3 separate regions of the Mus musculus genome follow, and all the other regions are linked to region 3. Evidence: chromatin contacts called from public HiChIP or PLAC-seq data. All regions are on one chromosome and are shown on one strand. The core of a region is the stretch at or near the end of the contact, and the rest is flanking DNA. Distances in the headings are between cores, read along the strand shown.

Region 1 (2,700 bases), core at 18-2,517, 510 kb before region 3:
AGGAGCCGCAGTGGATGCTGGGAAATAAGCCGGCTTCTCTGTAAGAGCAGCCAGTGCTCTTAACTGCTGCACCATCTCGCCAGCCTCTTACCTCGGTGTTGCTGTTTTGCTTTTTAGTTGTTGATGTTTTTTTGTTGTTTTTGTTGTTGGTTTGGTTTGGTTTGGTTTGGTTTGGTTTGGTTTGGTTTGGTTTTTGGTTTTTCGAGACAGTGTTTCTCTGTGTCCTGGATTTCTTAAGCTTTCTTTTATTTCTTTGGTATGAGCTATGTAGAGTGTACCTTCATGCCTTCTTATTGTATCCTGGGGGTAGTAAGTAACCTTTAGGTACCTTTGCCCCCTGTAATGCCTCCCTTTCTACCCGGACTATACTTAGACCAGCTTTGGTGAATGAATCAAGTCACAAACTCTTTGGCCTTTTGTTTGCTTTTTAAATTTTGTTGTTTCCTTAGGCCAGCTATCCTTGAACTCAAAATCCTCCTCTCTCAGCCTTCACACTGGGACTCCTGGCATGAGCTAGGGTGTCCAGCTGTCCTTGGCCATTTCAAAAGTAAACAAGGTAGAAACAAATACAGAAAAGACTTAGCAGTCCCGAGTGACCTGATGCTCACCCTCTGTCTCCCCACCGCCCTGCTCCCCTCCCCCCACCCCAGTGCATTTCATTTTGGTTGGCTGATATTCTCCGAGTAAGTTGCAAATCGCCATATTTGCACAAGTCTACACTGACTTATGTTGTTAATTTGAGGGGTGCCAGTTATGGTGAGCAAATCCAAGGTTTTTAATGTGTGCTAAATCAGTGCCCGATCTCTCAGATACGCCCTTAACCCTCTAAAGAAGGCAGCCTTGTGCACACGTGCCAAGCAGTTATCTTTATAAATAGTTCATCAAGCAATTCCCGCTTATAAAATCTGTCTTTTTTTGCTATGCCCACCCAGAGCTTGTTCAGAACTCAAAGCAGGGAGTCTGTGCCTCTGTACGCATGTGATCAGATATAATTCAAATAATGCAAAAATAGTTAAGGAAGAAAGGGGAGCAAATTTAAAATAAATATTTGCAGTTTGGGGCTTCCAAGCTCTGCCATTTCCTTCGTTTCCAATCACACAATCATATTCAGCTTATTATGTAGTTCGTGTCTTGCTCTCAGCCTTCCCCCCACCCCCACCCCGTCCTTTCCCCCAAGTGTTTTTGAGTCCCTGATACCGCCCCCCGCCCCCCACGCCCCGCCCCAGGTGCAGAGGAGCCAGTGCCTGGCACCCAGTACACATGTTTGGTGGCTTTCCGTTGAGTGACTCATTGCTCAAGCAGGCACTCCAGCTGCCTTCCTTACCCTGACTCCCTCCCACCTCCTTCTGCCCAGTTCCAAACTTGAGTTTATCCAACACTCATTTTTCTCGGCTTCTGCTATTCTTAGGCTGCGGAGAGATGCTGAGGGGGAAACTCAGACTTCTGTCAAGTGGGTCTCCACGGAAGCAGACCGCCAACCCTCACACAGGCCCCGCGTTTATCTCCTGGTACCGCGACAGGATGTTGCACACAGTGATCTTCAAACTCAGCTGTGGCCACAGCCGTGACTCCGTGACAGTTACTGGCAACGTTTTGGCTGATTCTCTCCACTTCCTATGCCGTCCCTCTCCAACTTCCCTGTTCCTAAGCTGTTTCAGGTCTAAGCGAGCTTGCAGCACCTTAAGCCTCCTCCCACAATAGCTTTAAGTCACTTGCTTTTATTTTATTTTTAATGTTCATAGGTTATTTTGACAAAGCTCTTTGTAAACTTAATCATAAGGCTGTATTATATTCTGTAAATGCTAACCACATTTAAGCTTCTCTAATGAGAGACCTGCCCATACTTTGGCATTTATTTTGTTATTACAATTTTTGTCTTTTGCATTTCTGAAATTCTTTAAGGTATATTCCTGGCTTTATCGGGGTCAACGGCTCCAGAAAGTTCAGATTCTTGATAAACTTTGTCAAATTTATTTTCAGAAACAGTTTCATTATGAATTCCCTTTCATACCTTTGTCAACCTAAAAGGATTTATTTCATGTACCTGTATTTGGTTGAGCCGTCTCATATCTTTTTAACATAGTTATTAACTATAGCTTTCTTCAGTGAGTTGTCTGTTAATGATTTTTCTCATTGGCCTACTGGGGTCCTCATGTTCTTAATTACTTTGTCTGTGTTATTGATAAATTTCACTGAGTAATTTGTGTGACAAACTCTCCAGATTGGTCGTTGTGGTTCCAGGATTCTCCTGTCTCTGCCTCCCTCCACTGGGCTTGCACATAGGGGCTCCAATCTGCCTCTGTCTTTAATCTCAGATCCATGCCAAGGTCTGGAAATCTTGTATCATCTCTCATGAAAGTTAGTTTGTAAGATATTAGCATATGTTCTGCTGTGATATAAAATTTACCCCATCCATCCTGGGAATTATTTTATTTTTGGAGTTTTTAAATATTTTTATTAATTCTTTGAGAATTTTGTACAATATATTTTGGTCATATTCACCCCCTCCTCCTAGATGCACCTCCCCTCCTCTACTTTTTAACTGTTGAGTCTAGTTTGTGTAGTCCCTTGGTAGTGGCCTGCCTAGAGTGGGGTTGACCTGTGGGGGGCCACAGCCTTAAAAATCAACAGAGTCTTTCTCTCCCTGCAACTGTCAGAGGTCAACACCTCTCTCCCTAGTGCCGAGACTCTGTGCCCCTC
Region 2 (2,700 bases), core at 34-2,533, 300 kb after region 3:
GCATCCTGGTGCAGTGCTCTGGCTGACTTGGCTGAGGTGAGGGTGCTCTTCTGACCATGCCAGGGTACATTCAAGAGCAAATTGTGGTGTGGTTTCACACAGCTTTCTAAGGGTTGCTTGACTGCCCACAAGCTGCCGGGAAGAATGTCAGTGCCGTCTGGTATCTCCTAAGACAGTCACTTTGCTTCAGAGTGGGGAGGGCTCCGGCTCTCTGAGGCTCAGCAAACTGCCAATTCTAAATGACAGAAAAAGGAGCCTGTGGCAATGTCAATGCATATAGTCAGTTTTTTTTTATAAGAATTAAAAATATTATAGGTTAGCAGGGTGGCTCAGTGGGCTAAGTCAGCCCTGGCAAAGCCTGATAGCCTGACTTCAAGCCCCAGAACCACTATAGTAGCGGGAAAGAAGGAAGCTTGCAATTTGTCCTCTGGGCACCCCACAGACTTGCATGCACATACACAAATACGTGATACATATAATTTAATAAAATAGGTTAGTAATAGTAGTAATTAAAACAACAACATCAACAATAACAACAACAACCTTTACAAGCTAGAGAGTCCTGGGATATGCACAAGGGCTGTTGTAAAGGGCCTGGTACAACCCTAGGAGTCTGTCAGAACTTACTGTAAAGCTGGGTAGAAATCCATGCTACATTGTATCAAATTCAACTAGCAGGTGCGATCCAGAGTTCTCCCTCTCAAATACATAGCCCAAGTTAAAACAGATTTGAACCAAGGATAGAGCAAACCCCATGACTAATTTTAAAGGAAGCCACCCCCCTCCCTACCCCAACAAACTGACAGTTGGAGTTCTAACCCACAAAGATGCTGATCAAGGCCAGCCACCTAATTCGGTAAAGAACACAGAGGCCTTTCCCTTGTGTGCATCTACTGAGACTTTCCTGTGACCATGATATCTTTCTGAGTTTCAGGGAGACGGATCATAAAGGTACTTGCTGTCCAGCTAGATGACCTGAGCTGAATGATTGGGGGTGAGGGTGGGGGTTCTCATTGAGTTAGTCATGAGACACTAAATAAAATTATCACCAAGTCACTGAGTAGAAAGTTCAACCCTTCTTATTCCATTTCATATAAAAGGACCCTAAGTCTAATACTGGCCTTGAAAATCCTTCTTGAAGCCACATCAGCCCGACTCATCTGGAGCTTCCCTGACACTCTGGCCACCCCTGCTTCCTGGAGGTAGCTATGGGGTAGCAGCCAAGTGAGGCCCAGTAGGAGTCCTCTGGAATTGTTCCTGTATAAATAGCTGTCTCAAGCCAAGAATATTTTATGTATGTTCTGACTAAGACCTCCAGGGGCAGCTCTAGTGTCATAGCCTTGGAATGCTATCATTTTGATTAATAACTCACGAGGTTTTTGTAATTCATTTGTAACAGTCCCATTGGCTTTCTCAGTCCTCAAGGGCATTTTCAGTAAGAATTATTTGTGGAACTTTCTAGAATACATTTGAGTAATACTTATGGAAGTTAATATTTCCCCAGGCTCCATAGCCCAAGATTCAGAAATGGGAGGGAATTTAATAAGGAATAAACCATATAATTTTTGAAATAATAAAAAAATATTTCTCCATAAATCAATATCATTGGATCTTTTTCCTATGCCTCTCAAGTGTGTAAAATGTGAAACAATTTCTTCTTTATGACTGCAGACGAGATAGGAACTTGCTCATCGCAAAACATTAGCCCAACAACTTTGGCTGAGTGCTGTTTCAGTGCTCATTAGATTGGTGAGCGTTGGGCTGGTCGGCTGGCTGTTTTTATGCTGCCACCATCGCTTAACATCTAAAAGTGTATGTGTGCTCTGAAAACAAAATTCAGGGAAGGACCATCAAAGTAGTGTGATATTTACTGTTGAATTCCTGATCTTTCTCTGGAGTGTGTGTGGTAATTGAGGAGCAAAGAATTCGTTCTTCATACCCTTGGAAGTAGGGAAATAACCTCAGCTTCTTAATCTGTAAACAGGTTCTAAAAAAATAAGCCCGGAGGCTTAAATGTAGGTTTTGATCAAAATAATAAGAGGAGCTAACTCACGGCTAGACAGTGTTTGATACATTGGCTGATTATATCTTAGAATAATTAGAGACCAGAAGTCTGGAAAGTGGGCTGGTATGGGTTTTGTGGATAAGGCCAGCCATCCTTAGCTAGAAAGACATACTCCGTTGTGTGAGATTAGAGGTATATTTACATGCCCTGGCATGCTTCATGCTACCACATGAACTTGACCTCATAGTAAATGTGAGTTAGCAGAATGATAAACTTAGTAAAAGTTCGTTTCCTGAGGCATCCCAGAAGGATTGTCTCTAGTGATGTGTAGCTTAGTGGTTGGTCATCACGTTACTGCTTAGATTAAAACTTGAGCTTCAGCATTAAGTATGTTCTGTAATTTTCTGTCCTCCACATGCTGGGTTCCCCCTTCGCCATAACCATTGACACAACCGTTGGCAGCCATGGCTCTCCATAGCGATCTAAAATTGCCATAGAAGTGAGACTTCATGGTTGTGCTTCTGGTGAACACCTGGTGCCATCTCTTGAAGGTTCCTAGTTTGTTTTTTTGAGGCAGAATTACGAGGTTAGGAGTACAAGATGGTCTCTCAAGGGTTCTTTCCTTAAATAACCTCTTTAGGTTAGAAGTAGCAAAGACTAAAAATGGCAAGAAGTGACAGTGTTGGCAGGCAGAG
Region 3 (2,700 bases), core at 64-2,563:
GATGGAGTTTCAGATAGTTGTGGGTTGCAATGTTGGTGCTTGGAATTAGACCTGGTTTCTCTGGAAGAGCAGCTAGTGCTCTTACCCATGGAGGATCTATGTCAGAGCATGTAGTAATATGTTTTTCTCTTTTAGGGCAGAGTAATATTCCATTGCATTATTCATATATTCAATTTTATTTCTCCATTGACCAGCTTATGAGAATTTGAGCTGTTTCACTCCTTGACTATTGTGAATGTGACCACGAACATGCTGATATGATCTTTGTTTCTCTTTGTAACTAGAGGTAATCAACAGATTACACATGGTAACTGTATGTTTAACTTTTTGAGCAACTGTTGGTCTCTTTTCCAAAATGGCTGCATCTTTCTATACACCGCCCCGAGGTCCCCCCCTGCCCCCCGCAACAACAGATAAAAACCCCAACATCCTGACACATTCTTGTCTGTGACATGTAGCCATTCCAGTGGGTTTGAAAGAGCACGTTGTCGTCCTTCGAGCCTACTGTCAGAGTTAGTTTGAATCCATTTGATTCCAGCTGGAGTCACCAGGAAGAAAGGAATCTCACCTGAGGAGCTGCCTCCATTAGACTGGCCTGTGGGCATGTCCGTGGAGAACTTTCTTGATGAAGGATTGTCATTGGAAGGTCCAGCCTACTGTGGGCAGTGCCATCCCTAGGCAGCTAGACCTGGTCTGTATAAGCTGAGCAAGCTGACAGCGACGAGCCAGTAAGCTGTGTGTCCCCCATGGTCTCTGCTTCAGTTCCTGTCTTTATCTGCCGCGGCTTCCTTCTGTGATTAACTGTAAGCCGCAAGTCAAGTGAATCTTTTCCTTCTCCGAGTTGCTTTTGGTCCTGATGATTATCACAGCACTATAAGGAACCCTTGCGTTGCTCCAGTGACTAACCATGCCATCATTTCCTACGCTCAGGAGCTACCAGTGCACCTCTTCTAAAAAAATTTCCACAGTCATTTGCCTGACAAAAAAATTTGAAAAAAAAAAATGTCTTTTGTTCTTGAGTTACAAAAGTTCTTTGTATATTTAAAGTTTTTATATATACCTTAACTATATAAAATTAAAGATATATATCAGATATATTATTTTTAAAACTTAATAAAAAATAGGGTTTAATCTATGTAGATTTGGCTGTCTTCAAACTCATTAAAAAGACCAGGCTGGCCTTGAACTCTCAGAGCTCTGCCTGCCACTGTTTCTGGATCCTGGGATTAAAGGCATGCAGCCACTCTGCCCAGCATACAAATAATTTCTATAGCCTATGAGCTGTTGTTTAAATTTCTTCATAGTGTCATTTGACATTATATATAAGTTCCTTTTTCCTATCTGAAACAAAGGTGTGTTGTGTAGTTTGGTCTTCTCCAAACCTGTCAAATGAAAAAAAAAAAAAAAAAAGGAGGTTTGATTTCTTATAGGAAACACTTCTGCCCCAGGGCCATTTCCTGAGTGCTGGGATTCCAGACATGAACCACCATACCCTACCCACATTATATAAATTTGCTTTAAAGATTGCTCTTGCAGATATGTAGATGAGTCACTGTTGGGTAGGGTATGGTAGCAAGGAGACACATTAGAAACTTGCAATGATCTAAGCCATTGCTAGCAAAGACTTGTGGGTGAAAAGGCTGAGTTTCAGTTCTATGTAGGCAGTGTCATGTCAGCTGTCTGAAATCATGTTAGGATTCAGAGAACTGTGATCCCAAGAATGAAATTGTGACACAGCTTTGTCGAAGCAGCTTGCCTGTGGACTGACCGTCAGTCCTATCATGTGGTCATCTCTGGGCTTGTCTAGAAGGGTAGCAATGTTGTTTTCTTAGGAATTCAAGGTTTTCTAAGGAAAACAAGAAAGTATTTCAGTTTGTTTACAGGAACAGAGAAAGTAAAGAAGAAAAAATTTAAAAAATAAGGTGATTGGGTGCACTATGGTTATGGTTATGGTTATGGTTATGGTTATGGTTATGGTTAGGGTTAGGGTTAGGGTTAGGTTAGGGTTAGGGTTAGGGTTAGGGCTAGGGCTAGGGCTAGGGCTAGGGCTAGGGCTAGGGTTAGGGCTAGGGTTAGGGTTAGGGTGTGTCAGGGTCAGGATAGAAATGGAGAAATTCAGATATTGGCATTGGGACCAGGCACACTTGCTAAATAGGGGAGGACTATAAATGCTGAAGATGTTTTGGCTACCATTGGTTCAGAAATAGCAACTGTGCTAATTAAAGCATAAGAAATCGACTAAGATTTCTGACAGGAATCATTTGTAGTCCATACCCACGAGAAGCCTGATTCAGGAACCAACAGGGGCCCCTGTGAACCATCCTCTTGAAGAACCAACCCGCAGCATGAGAACATGAACAAGCTTCTGATGATGGGTCAGTTCTAACAAGCATTTACAAAGACTTTACACTCTAGCAGCTACCGGCTACAGGTTAGATCCAGGACCCATGCTGCAGCCAGCAAGCTTGTTTTGTCCCTGCCTTCAATATGTATGTCAGCTATTCATGGAGTTGTTATTACTAAGAGAAGGTGTGGCAGATAGGAAAAGTTAAGTGGAGAACGGACGGAACAATAATCAGGCAAGTCTCTTAGCTTGATACACAATCTCTCCTGTGAGTGTTTCCAGCATGGGTACCAGAACCAAGCTTCTACTTAAACAACATAGCCTTCAGTAGCTCTAAAATTTGTTGATTTTGTATT

Evidence for each region. HiChIP or PLAC-seq counts read pairs in DNA pulled down with a chosen protein or histone mark.
Region 1: a contact with region 3 is called in a FOXA1 HiChIP or PLAC-seq map of pancreatic cancer cells. The contact joins two enhancer-like sites. A contact is called at or near these places in 2 of 115 datasets of contacts at active chromatin or transcription factors (large pre-B cells and pancreatic cancer cells).
Region 2: a contact with region 3 is called in a FOXA1 HiChIP or PLAC-seq map of pancreatic cancer cells. The contact joins two enhancer-like sites. A contact is called at or near these places in 1 of 484 Hi-C or Micro-C datasets (liver) and 1 of 115 datasets of contacts at active chromatin or transcription factors (pancreatic cancer cells).

What each region holds. Positions count from the first base shown.
Region 1 is chr3:68,675,669-68,678,368 of GRCm38.p6, forward strand. No RefSeq gene overlaps it. Among named protein-coding and RNA genes, the nearest start is that of Il12a, 14 kb to the right of the region's middle. Within about 2 kb of position 1,268, at least 223 of the 459 cell types and tissues checked have an H3K27ac peak or open chromatin away from gene starts, as enhancers often do. A contact at or near this core is called in pancreatic cancer cells, where this site is marked.
Region 2 is chr3:69,484,703-69,487,402 of GRCm38.p6, forward strand. The region is part of intron 1 of Ppm1l (protein phosphatase 1 (formerly 2C)-like); the gene reads left to right. Among named protein-coding and RNA genes, the nearest start is that of Gm52607, 24 kb to the left of the region's middle. Within about 2 kb of position 1,284, at least 35 of the 459 cell types and tissues checked have an H3K27ac peak or open chromatin away from gene starts, as enhancers often do. A contact at or near this core is called in pancreatic cancer cells, where this site is marked.
Region 3 is chr3:69,180,883-69,183,582 of GRCm38.p6, forward strand. No RefSeq gene overlaps it. Among named protein-coding and RNA genes, the nearest start is that of Arl14, 40 kb to the right of the region's middle. Within about 2 kb of position 1,314, at least 25 of the 459 cell types and tissues checked have an H3K27ac peak or open chromatin away from gene starts, as enhancers often do. A contact at or near this core is called in pancreatic cancer cells, where this site is marked.